2 separate regions of the Gossypium hirsutum genome follow, and region 2 is linked to region 1. Evidence: chromatin contacts called from public Hi-C data. All regions are on one chromosome and are shown on one strand. Each heading gives the region's core, a stretch centred on a gene start, on an enhancer-like site or on the middle of the called end of the contact. The rest is flanking DNA. Distances are from core to core; before and after follow the strand shown. Region 1 holds the start of LOC107900937 (jasmonoyl--L-amino acid synthetase JAR4). Region 2 holds the start of LOC107900934 (protein CURVATURE THYLAKOID 1A, chloroplastic).

Region 1 (5,057 bases), core at 2,331-4,830:
ACAACATTATTACACAATATCTGCAACACCTCATTGTTTGTAGACCCTACACATCGCGGTGTTTTAAACTGGCTAAGGGCAGCTCCTAACCCTACGTAATGATTAAGAATCTTTTGGAAAGTTCCCCTTTGAACAACTCGGAGCTCAAGAGGACCAATGGCGTTGATCTTCCGGGAGCTAACATAGCCTGCATCGACAAAAGAACGATCCAAACAATTGCAGCATTCTTCCAGTACCTCTTCCCTTACTTCCCCACTGATTTCCCAGAAGATCACATAGTGACCAGGGTTGGTCGATAAGTCGACGTGACTAGAGAAATCGAGCACTTCCAGCTTTTCCTCGGTGTTTAACTTGGATGCTGCTTCGACCGCGAGCTGTAAATCTTTCTCAGTGTTTTTGTCGATGTTTATGGTCAGCATGAGGTTTCTTCTGCAGATAAATTTCAGCTCCGGGCTCAAGTTATGGAAGCCGGTAACCTTGACCACATCCCCTAGCCTATACCTGTATAAACCTGCCGATTAAAGTTGAAAGGGAAATCAAGAATCACACAATAATTAATATGCATGATTGTAGGCAGTTCTGTTTTACATGATCCTAAACCTTTTCCAGCACGGAACACAAAAACAACCAATGCAAAGGGTGTGTCTTGTCTTAATCAACTTGGTCAGTTATGTCTGTGTTAAAGAATCTATTTAGGACAGAACAACAAATTTAATAGAGTCGGTTGTACGAAAATCAAAAACGTATTCAAAGGAGAAAGATTTGCCACACAAATTGTATTAAATGCAGGAAAAAGATTACCTGCAAAACTGGTGATAATAACCTCATATTCTTCACCAACCTTAACTTCAGTCAAACCTACTGGCTTGGCCTCCTCAACATTCTCTTTCAGAGGAATGAATTCAAAATATCCGATATCCGGGAGCACGACATAAGTAGCCAACTCAGGGGGTACATTTGGATTGACATTTGCCCCAATCCAACCCTCTGAAGATCCATAATCAGCACTTATAAGAGGCAAATCCCTTGCATAATGCCTCAGCTTTTTCAGATAAGGCTCCATGGAACCAGTCATGATCCCATAGATGTATTTCACATTAGGGAAAAGCTCCGGTATCAGTCCGTACCAGTTATTCAGTCCCAAGCATTTCTTGTGAATCAAATCAGCTAGTTCGGGATTTGGCTTCAGCAATTTGGCCATCGCTGATCGGACCGAAGGGAATGTGATCCGGCTTGTCAATACCCCTTCCCTTATGTCAGCACAAAGCTCTTCCCAAACTTGCTCGAACGTTCGGAATGCATGAACAATGCTATGGGAAAAGGTGGACGAAATGAACTGAATTTCTTCGCGGAAAATCATCCCACACAAGAGATGGCAGTACAAGGATTGGTGGAAATCAGGACCAAATATCACTTCATCAGGGCTGCAACACTGTGACTGCATCGCTTTCATTGTGTTCTTGAACTGTGAATTGCGGAAGACATTGGTAGTCGCCGTTCCGGCAATCAAACCCCCTTTGGTTTTGCTTTGTTTGCTACTGTAAATGAGCTGCAAAGCCTTCCCATTCTCAATAGGAAATTCTCTGTATGACAATACTGAAACAGGTTAAGATCATCCAACCTGTACCATTTATTTCAATAATAACAGAAGTATATTCAACTCAATACTACCATACCTTGTTCTAAAAGCATATGAAGTACGGTAAATCTGCAAAGTAGTTTCCATTAATTCGTCATTGAAAGGCACAAATTTCGGCTTTCCTTGAGTAGTCCCAGAGCTGCGGTTTGCAAACAAAAAACCAGCTCTCAATTCTGAAAAATCAAATCATAAAAAACAATGATTAAAATTATATATACCTGAGAGAAATGGTGGTTATTGGTTTTCCAGTGAGAATCGGAGAGGACGAACCATCGACAATTCGTTGAATATAAGGCTGCAAGTCATTGTGAGTGACGAGAGGAACACAAGCTTTGAAGCTTTCAGGGTCGGTTCTGCCATTGAGGCCCAGATTTTGCAGATATTCAGCACATCCATTTTCTTCTAAAATCTTCTTTAAAGTCTCCCTTTGAACATTCCCGGCATCTTTTGTCATCGATTCAAACTCTTCTATCAGTTTATCCACGTCCAGAAGTTCCATCTTTTCTATCATCGTTACTCAAACTCTACATATATTAAAACAAGAGCAGTATGATGGAAATATTGGTGTTTCATTTCATTTCATTTCAGATTATGTTATCAATTTTCACCCAAGTCTTGTTGGACTCTTTAAATATTGGATTTTATAAGCAAATGCAACAAATCAAATCTAGTCTTCTAAGAACTAAGTCTTAGATGAAAAACCAATATTGAAACTTCACTTATCTTAAGATTTAAATTATATGCTAGCACGCTTGGCGGCTTTGGTAATATAATTAGACTATAAAATATAAATAGGTTGCTTTGAAAAGTATTTGTAACCAAACACTGGGATTTTCGCCATAAAAGGGTTTTCATTCAGTTTCAATGAATCTAAATTTTCATCCCTGAGAAGAAAGGAATTTAGAAGAATCAAGTAGTACTAGAAGATGAACTTTGAAGTTTATGATCACCAAAAGTTAAAAAGATAATAATTGCAAATTTTCGAAGATATCTGCAGTTTTCCTGTAAGCTTTTCTCTCAATAAGATTTAAGATTTAAACCATTAGCTCTCGTTTTAGATGAATCCACTAAAAGTTATCTTTTCGTTTTGAACTCTCAATAAGCTGTTTTGGTGTTCATCGTCTAATTTCCTTGAAATTTATTCTAAATCATTCGGCCAAAACAGTCATACAGATTCGAAGTTTCCAATCAGAAATTACAACCAACTTACATAGATCCATGAAAAAGTAAACGCTAAAAGTCAGTAGTAGTAGTAGTAGTAGAAGAAGAAGAAGAAGAAGAAGAAGAAGAAGGAGAATTGTATTTTTCATAAATTCCGTAATATGTTCATATTACGGGAAAAAATAGCTAAATAAGTGAATTGGAGACAATTTATTTCCAGAACAATTAAAAGCTTGAATTGAATCCACTTCCCTCCATTACCTCACCCAAACTTTTAAAAAAATAAAAAATAAAACTCCAAAACTAAGTTTAATTCTTCAAAGATAAACATCCCCGCACGTTCATCAGCCTTCTAAACAACCAAAAGAACCCATTAAGCACTAATATACTAACCAAACATTATAGAAACCTCGAAACAAATCAAATAAAATAACAAACAGAACTCTAATTTCAGCATACCTCGAAAATCCGAATCTAGAAATCTCCCTTCTCTCAGCAGCTTTAGAGCATGAATTAAACAACTCTCAATTGAGGAAAAAAAAGGAGGAGCAGAAAGAGAGGTTCTAAAACAAAAAAAAAAAAAACTCAAAAACACCGCGTTATCCTCACTGGAAAACAAAGAATTTTCTGTATGTACGGAGGGGTTGAAATTGGGTAGTTGAGTTGGTCAATGGATATTCGCGCTGGCCTTCATATATATCTATATCCGACCATATATAATATATAACCAATCTCCTAATGGAGTCTTTCCAGAGTAAATACGATCATAATTTTATTTTTGTTATTAATTTATACAGCGGAGAAGCTAAAAGCCTAAAACATGTTGTTGTTAGGGTAATAATAATGTAAATTTTTATTAAATTAAAATTTTATCATTTTTAGTCAAAATATAAATTTATTTTTACTAATTTAAAATTTTATATGGTCTAAATAGAATTTTTTTTATTTTAAGGGGTCAAGCCCCTACTAGCCCCTAGCTACGCACTTGAATTTATGTCTATTTATATTTGAAGAGAATTTTATATAAGTTATAAGTAATTTTATACATCTTCGTATTTTTTATATAAGAGTAATATTTTAACAATTTAACCATTAAATTTATCAACATATTTGTATTTACCATGCATATAAAATTTTGAATTAATATAATATTCAACTATTGAATTTTTTTACATAAATTAAATATTTAGAAATTTTGAATTTATGTTAAACTTTACATGTATAATCTACAAGAATAGATAATGAAATATTTTATCACAATGTTTAGAAGTACCCATAGCCATTTCCCAACCCATAAATAGGAGGATAATACACTTCAACGTACTCAATCTCACATCCTCTTGCATTGACAACAATGCCCATACCTATTGAGTCTTATTAAATTGTTAAAATATTAATTATATAAAAAAATTATCTACCTTTAAGAATTAATATCAAACTTCAATTTTTTTGTTATTTTAGATTGATGTTTGAATTTACGTTAATATTTATCCTTCTGAAAAAAAAATATTTTTCATTTATTTTTAATATTAACAATAAAATATCAATTTCAACTTTTAAGTCTAGAATATAAATCATTTATTTATTTTATTCCTCTTCTTGATTTTCCTTCTTAAATACATTAAATATTTAAAAGCAAGGCATGATAAAAATTTTTATTAAGCCTTTATATTAAAAAAGTATAATGATAAATTTAACTCTTAATATTTATATTTTTATCAATTTGATCTTCAACCTTTTAAAAAAGAGTTAAAATTGGCTATTGACCTTTCAAAAAGAGTCAAATTATTATTTAATTAATGAAAATACCGACTAAAACATTATATTTTTAAACATAGGAACTCGCATTGCAATCCACATGTACTTCATGCTATTTTCTATGAACATTTTATAGGTTTTTTTGGAAATTTGATTTTTTTTTATTTTTTGAATATTTTTATAATTTTAAAATTATTTATTGATGCGGATTGTAAGACAAATAGTGTAATGTCAGCATAAAACACGCATAGATTGTTACGCAGGTTGCCACACTATCATCATTAAAAGATTAATGTTTTAGTCAGTATTTTTGTTAAAGAAAAGCAAATTGACTCATTTTGAAAGAATGGTCAAACTTAGCTTACAAAAAGGATAAAAGTCAAATTGGTAAAAAATGTAAACATTCAAGGCCAAATTAACATTAAGCCAAAAAAAAAAACAAATCAAATTCTTGTACTTTTTTATATTAAAGTCAAAAACTAATGTATGGTCACCGTTG
Region 2 (5,556 bases), core at 498-2,997, 170 kb after region 1:
CAGATGTCATTGAAATTCTGTCAAATATTAACTTACCTTCGGGTCAATCAATAAACGCATGAATCACAAAAACATATAATCATCTTGATATTTCAAATAAACTAATCTACACAAAAGAGGTCACTTTGGCGACATTTTGTTTCAACTAATCTATTTAAAATATTAGACATCCTTAATTAAAAGCCAAAATCTGAATTTATTTGTTTCAAAATATTTACCGTAATTTCATCTTTCAATCAAATTAAAAGATAATCATATATATTTATATAATTTTCCAAAACAAGAGGCATTAAACCAATCAAAACATGCATATATTATATATTTATATATAAATGAAATATACGAAACTGTGAACTTCTTTTCCATTTATTTTTTAACTAAATGTCGTATAGGTTTATTTATTCATTTAATAGAAATTGAAACATAGGACTACGAAGAATGAATTTTTTTTTTTGAATTTAACATGATTATTCACTGAAGTAAAATATTTCAAACTTTATAATTAAATTCATCAATTTGAAAATCACCTAAATTAAAAATTAAAATAAAACCCTAAAATTTTAATATGAATTCAATATAATCAAAATCTAAAAAAAAAAGACTTTAATATAAACCTTCAAAGATCAACATATATATACGAAATATAAAACCCATAAAATTTCATGAATCAATCATTCAAATGAAGAACCTTAATCAATTCCCAATTATTTGATATGCTCGAGGCTTGAATGCCACTTGTTAGAATTATGAATTAAGATATGATATAAAACTTAATAAATCATAAATCAGGATCTTGTCATGTCAAATCATTAAGAACAAAACAAGAATAAAATTAGATGTGGAAACATACCTAATCCTTAAAATCCTTGAAGTTTTTCCAGATCTGGGAATTTGATTTTTCAAATTAGCACACAAGAAATTGAGATAATATTTGCTCTCTCTTTCTTAAGGATGAGATATTAGAAAAGATATCTTGTATATAATTTGGAGACCATAACCCTAATATTTATAATATTGTCATATTAGTTCTAATTCTTAATTAGCGCATCATTAATTAGAATTTGATTAGAACTCAATTACTAGAGTATCTACACATATTTGACTCATACTTTATTTAATAATTAAAGCCCAATAAAACATTAACTAAATTAGATCACTTTTAATTTGAACTAACCTATCATGATAGTAAATAATAATAGCATGTAATTATCCTTATTATATATGTGATGTCCATATTTTCTAACATGTTCTTCATAGGATAAATCGTGGCAACCAACCATTTTCGTATTAAAGGCCGAAAAGAATTATATGGCCCAACTATACGAAATTTTGACTATGTCACTTGGGCTCCAAAATTATCCTTGAAAAATAAAAAGATTGTGATTACTTCATATGCGCCAAGCAAGAATTCTAAAAAGGCATGCCCAATTGGTTCCTCCCTCATGAATCGTAGTATTACCCTCACATTAAAAAGAATCCAATCATAGTATTAAAATTCATATTTTAACAAAACCAGAATTGAACAATTTTATTTAACTAAACTAAAAAAACATCTTTAAAATAAAATGATGAATATTTTTTAACGGCTTTCAAAATAAATGGTAAATTTTCGATAAAAGTTAAATTATAATTTTATATAAAAAAAAGACCTTGATTTATAGAAAAATTAATATACCTCGAGTAAACTGAGTGAAAGTTTTTAACAATAATCAAAGTCGTGATAACCCGCCCATTTAAGAGGTGTAGCTAGTGGGCTATGACCCCTTATTCCTCAAAACATGGATTGCATATAGATAGGGAACCAACCAATCCTAATCCTCCTTCAAAAATCTTATCCACCTGTCCATCACTCCATTCGTCTGCCACCAAAACGTCACCCACACTAATAATACCATTTTTTTATTATTACTTTTAGGTAATTCAAAAATTCAGACAAAAATAAATTAGAAAACGAAATTTTTTTAAGAAGAGCTTTTTCTTTTTTTTTTTTTTGAAAGCAAGGAAGAATACTACTGTGAAATAAGGCAGCAAAAGGAAAGGAAAGGATAGGATTTGTAGCGTTCAAGAGGGCGCTTATCTATCTCAGAAATAGCAATAATTAATTTTTGAGGAAAAAATGGCGGCAGCAGCAGCATCAGCTTCCATGTCGGCCACCGCCGTGTTGATTCCTCGTGTTCCTGCAGCCGTTAGAACAACCCGCTGTTCCGCCTTGCCGCCTCTCCCTCCTCGCGTTTCCACCTCTTCCTTTTCCTCGTCCGTTAAGCTAACTCCAGGTACTGCTGTTAACATTCCCCCTTTTAACGCCTCACTTCACTTGCCTGCTCTTCCTTTTGTTTGATTTTATTGAATGAAAATGAAAGCTTAATGGTCATATAAGTTAAGAGTTCACTTTTATATCCGGTTCTTCCAAACACCATATTCGGAATTGAGACTGGTTTTTTGGGAAATGAAATCATTGGTGGTGGGTGTAGGATCAGAAACGTTAGAGTGGTGACAATCACACGTGTTAAGAGTAGTTGCAGTAAACTAATTATGGAGGCTTTGTCTGATAAAAATGGGTCAATCTTTTGGACGATCATATGGCAGTTGGGACCCCAAATTTCAAATGGGGATGAATTGGTGCCAATTCAAGTATGGGATAGAATGCAAGTAACAACTCTGGATGAATGTCGGACATGTTCGTATAACATGAATAGATAGGTAAAACAACTATGAAGTGGTCTAATATATAGCGCTCTTCCTTTATAATGCCACAACAACAAATAGTTTTTATTTGGTTCTCTGTCATAGTATATGCATTTCTTAGAAAGACTTTGAGCTACGTATTCCTTGGCCTTCTATTTACCCTGTTGTTTTGGGTACAGAATCCCGGAGGTTTCCTTTTCTCCAAACAAAAGCAACAGAGGACACCTCTGTCGATACCGGGGAGCTTTTTGATGACTTGAAAGAAAAGGTGCGAAAATGGTGGCCTGCACATAATCAATTTCTTGCTCTTTTAACTTGCTGAACTGAGTGCCTGACTTGGCTTTTTTCGTGGTTTTCTAGTGGGATAAAGTTGAGAACAAGACCACGGTTCTTCTTTATGGTGGTGGGGCAATAGTTGCCGTTTGGCTATCATCTATTCTTGTTAGTGCCATTAACTCAGTGCCTTTGGTAAGTGAAACTCTTCATGCTACACTTTCTAACTTGTTTTATATGCTAATCCTATCTGAAATCAATGCATTTCTGTGCTTATCAGCTTCCAAAGATAATGGAGTTGGTTGGACTCGGATATTCAGGATGGTTTGTCTATAGATACCTTCTCTTCAAGGTAAGATTTCAGTCAAAAAATATAACGTCCCATGAATTTTGTGTGTGGAATAATCCGAGTTCTTTATGGGTGAGCCACATCATTTAAACACTTGCAAATTGTTCAACTTGATAACTCTAAAGGGAAATTTACAAATGCATGAAGAGACAATGATGTATTTGATGGTTTTGAATCAGCATTTTTTAGTTGCAAGTGCTCACTTTGAACTCTTAAATCTAGCTTATATATTAGAGGTGGTGTTCAACTTAAAAGGGTGGATTAATTTACGATTAAAATCAAATTGGTTATCAGACTATAGTATCCGATCATATATATGAACACTAAAAGCCGTGTGCTAACAACATGCGTATTACCTCAGTCAAGCAGGAAAGAACTAGCTACGGATATTGAGGCACTGAAGAAGAAGATTGCTGGAACTGAATAGATGTACAGGATTGGCAATGGCATGCTAATCTGGCCTTCTTGTATCCTGTAAAAGAGACATCTTTATCCTGTAATTGTAGGGATTCCTTGTATGAATTCTTGTCACCTTTATATTTCCCCTGTTCCTGGAATAAAACTTGTCAATTTTATGCGCATGCCTCTAGTTTTCCTACTACATATAAATGCCATGTTTAGTGCAGAGATATCCCATTTCTTCCATTAAAATGTACATTGACTCGCCCTTTTATCATGTCAAGGTTCATCAACTGTGCAGAAACAAAGCAACAAATTCGAGCATGCAAATTGCCAACACTTCTTAATATCTCTCAAGAAACCATAGTTAAATTGCAACTCTTTTCCTATACAACAGAGGAGTCACCTGAATGTCATTCTAAAGCTGGAGAAGCTTTCTAGAGGTAGAGGAACCAATATATAACATTCATAGCTAATTAATATTAACCAGCTGCCACCACATTCAATACCCAGATTGATATCATACTTGAGACTCACATCAGCACACAACTCTGCATCCCCCCCCCCCAAAAGTAACCATATCCAACGCATATTTGGACATTGATATTAGGAATAGGATCCTCTAAATATATGAAAAATTTTCAAAACAACTGAGTATACCCATATCCGGCACTCACCACCTAATCCTAATAAACATAACATAGACCATAATACATGAAATTGTCACCTATCATCTTGGTTATGGTCAAACAATGGTAATTAATGCCTTCCAGTAACAGCAATGGTTCTGGCTACAAAAAGCCAGAAACCAATTTTCTTCAATTTTCATACAACAATAAAAATCTAACACAAAGAAGAAAACATTGAAATCAAAACCATAATATTCCCACAAAACTTTGAAATCAAAGCCACCCTGCAATCAAATAGAACTCCCCAATGGAATAAAGGACTCAGACCACAACCATAATCAAAATCTTAACTAATTCTCAAAAGAAAATGATAACATGAAAGCAAATAAAACAAAATCCGCCAGCCAAACTCAAAAATCAACCCATACTAAATTGCAATATTCAGAAATGAGGACAAAATATGAAAACCCATGTCAAATTTAAAGAGAAAACAATGCCATTAACATAATAAAAGGTAAATCCATGTGTAATAACATAAATCCAGCATCCATTGTGCTTAATAAAGCATGACCATACGCCAAATATCACCACCATATCTTAAAATAAATTCAAAAATGACAAAAAAGAGAAGAGAAATTTAAATCTTATCGATGTCCTCATCCTCGAACTCGATGTAATCATCGCCTGCACCATCATCTTCCTCATCAATGCCGCCAGCAATCCCTTCATTCAACCTGGTATTCTCGGGTAGCTCACCGTAAGCTTTGAGAAGCCTTGCTTCATCGGGCATGTATTTCAAGATGACGTCAGCCTTGTCATCTTGATAATCCCTAAGGCCGACGAGGATGATGTCGCCGGCGGCGATCCAGACCTTCTTGTGCATCTTCCCCCGGATGTGGCAGAGGCGCTTGGTGCCGTCGATGCACATAGCTTCGCAGCGGCCGTTACCCAACATGCGTGAGACTTGGGCGTATTCTTGGCCATCTTCTTTGAAGATAAGCTCACGTTTCTCGTCATCGGCCTCGTTCTTTCCCCTCTTACGGTTCTTTCCTCCCTTTCCTTTGTTCTTCGGCATCTTTGGTTCTTCGCAAAGATTGCTCTTCCCCCTTCTTCAGATGGAAAAGTAAACCCTAACTCGTTTTTCTATTTTTAATTTTAATTTGAAGATTCTTCTTTTTCTTTTCAATAATTTTTGGCTTTATTCACGTTTTAGCCCCCAAA

What was found. A called contact is a pair of places that touch in the nucleus more often than the background predicts.
Region 2: a contact with region 1 is called in a Hi-C map of leaf, with 1.8 times the contacts expected there. The contact joins the promoter of LOC107900934 here to the promoter of LOC107900937 in region 1. A contact is called at or near these places in 3 of 34 Hi-C or Micro-C datasets (all in leaf).

What each region holds. Positions count from the first base shown.
Region 1 is chrD08:49,681,185-49,686,241 of Gossypium_hirsutum_v2.1, forward strand. LOC107900937 (jasmonoyl--L-amino acid synthetase JAR4) reads right to left here and starts at 3,581. Exons shown (of 5, transcript XM_016826728.2): 1 at 3,260-3,581; 2 at 1,858-2,163; 3 at 1,677-1,778; 4 at 802-1,583; 5 at 1-511. The coding sequence starts at 2,150.
Region 2 is chrD08:49,851,619-49,857,174 of Gossypium_hirsutum_v2.1, forward strand. LOC107900934 (protein CURVATURE THYLAKOID 1A, chloroplastic) reads left to right here and starts at 1,748. Exons shown (of 5, transcript XM_016826721.2): 1 at 1,748-2,273; 2 at 2,865-2,953; 3 at 3,046-3,153; 4 at 3,239-3,310; 5 at 3,669-3,888. The coding sequence starts at 2,117. The coding sequence ends at 3,734. It overlaps LOC107900933 (eukaryotic translation initiation factor 1A), which reads right to left. Exons shown (of 1, transcript XM_016826720.2): 1 at 4,809-5,556. The coding sequence starts at 5,410. The coding sequence ends at 4,973.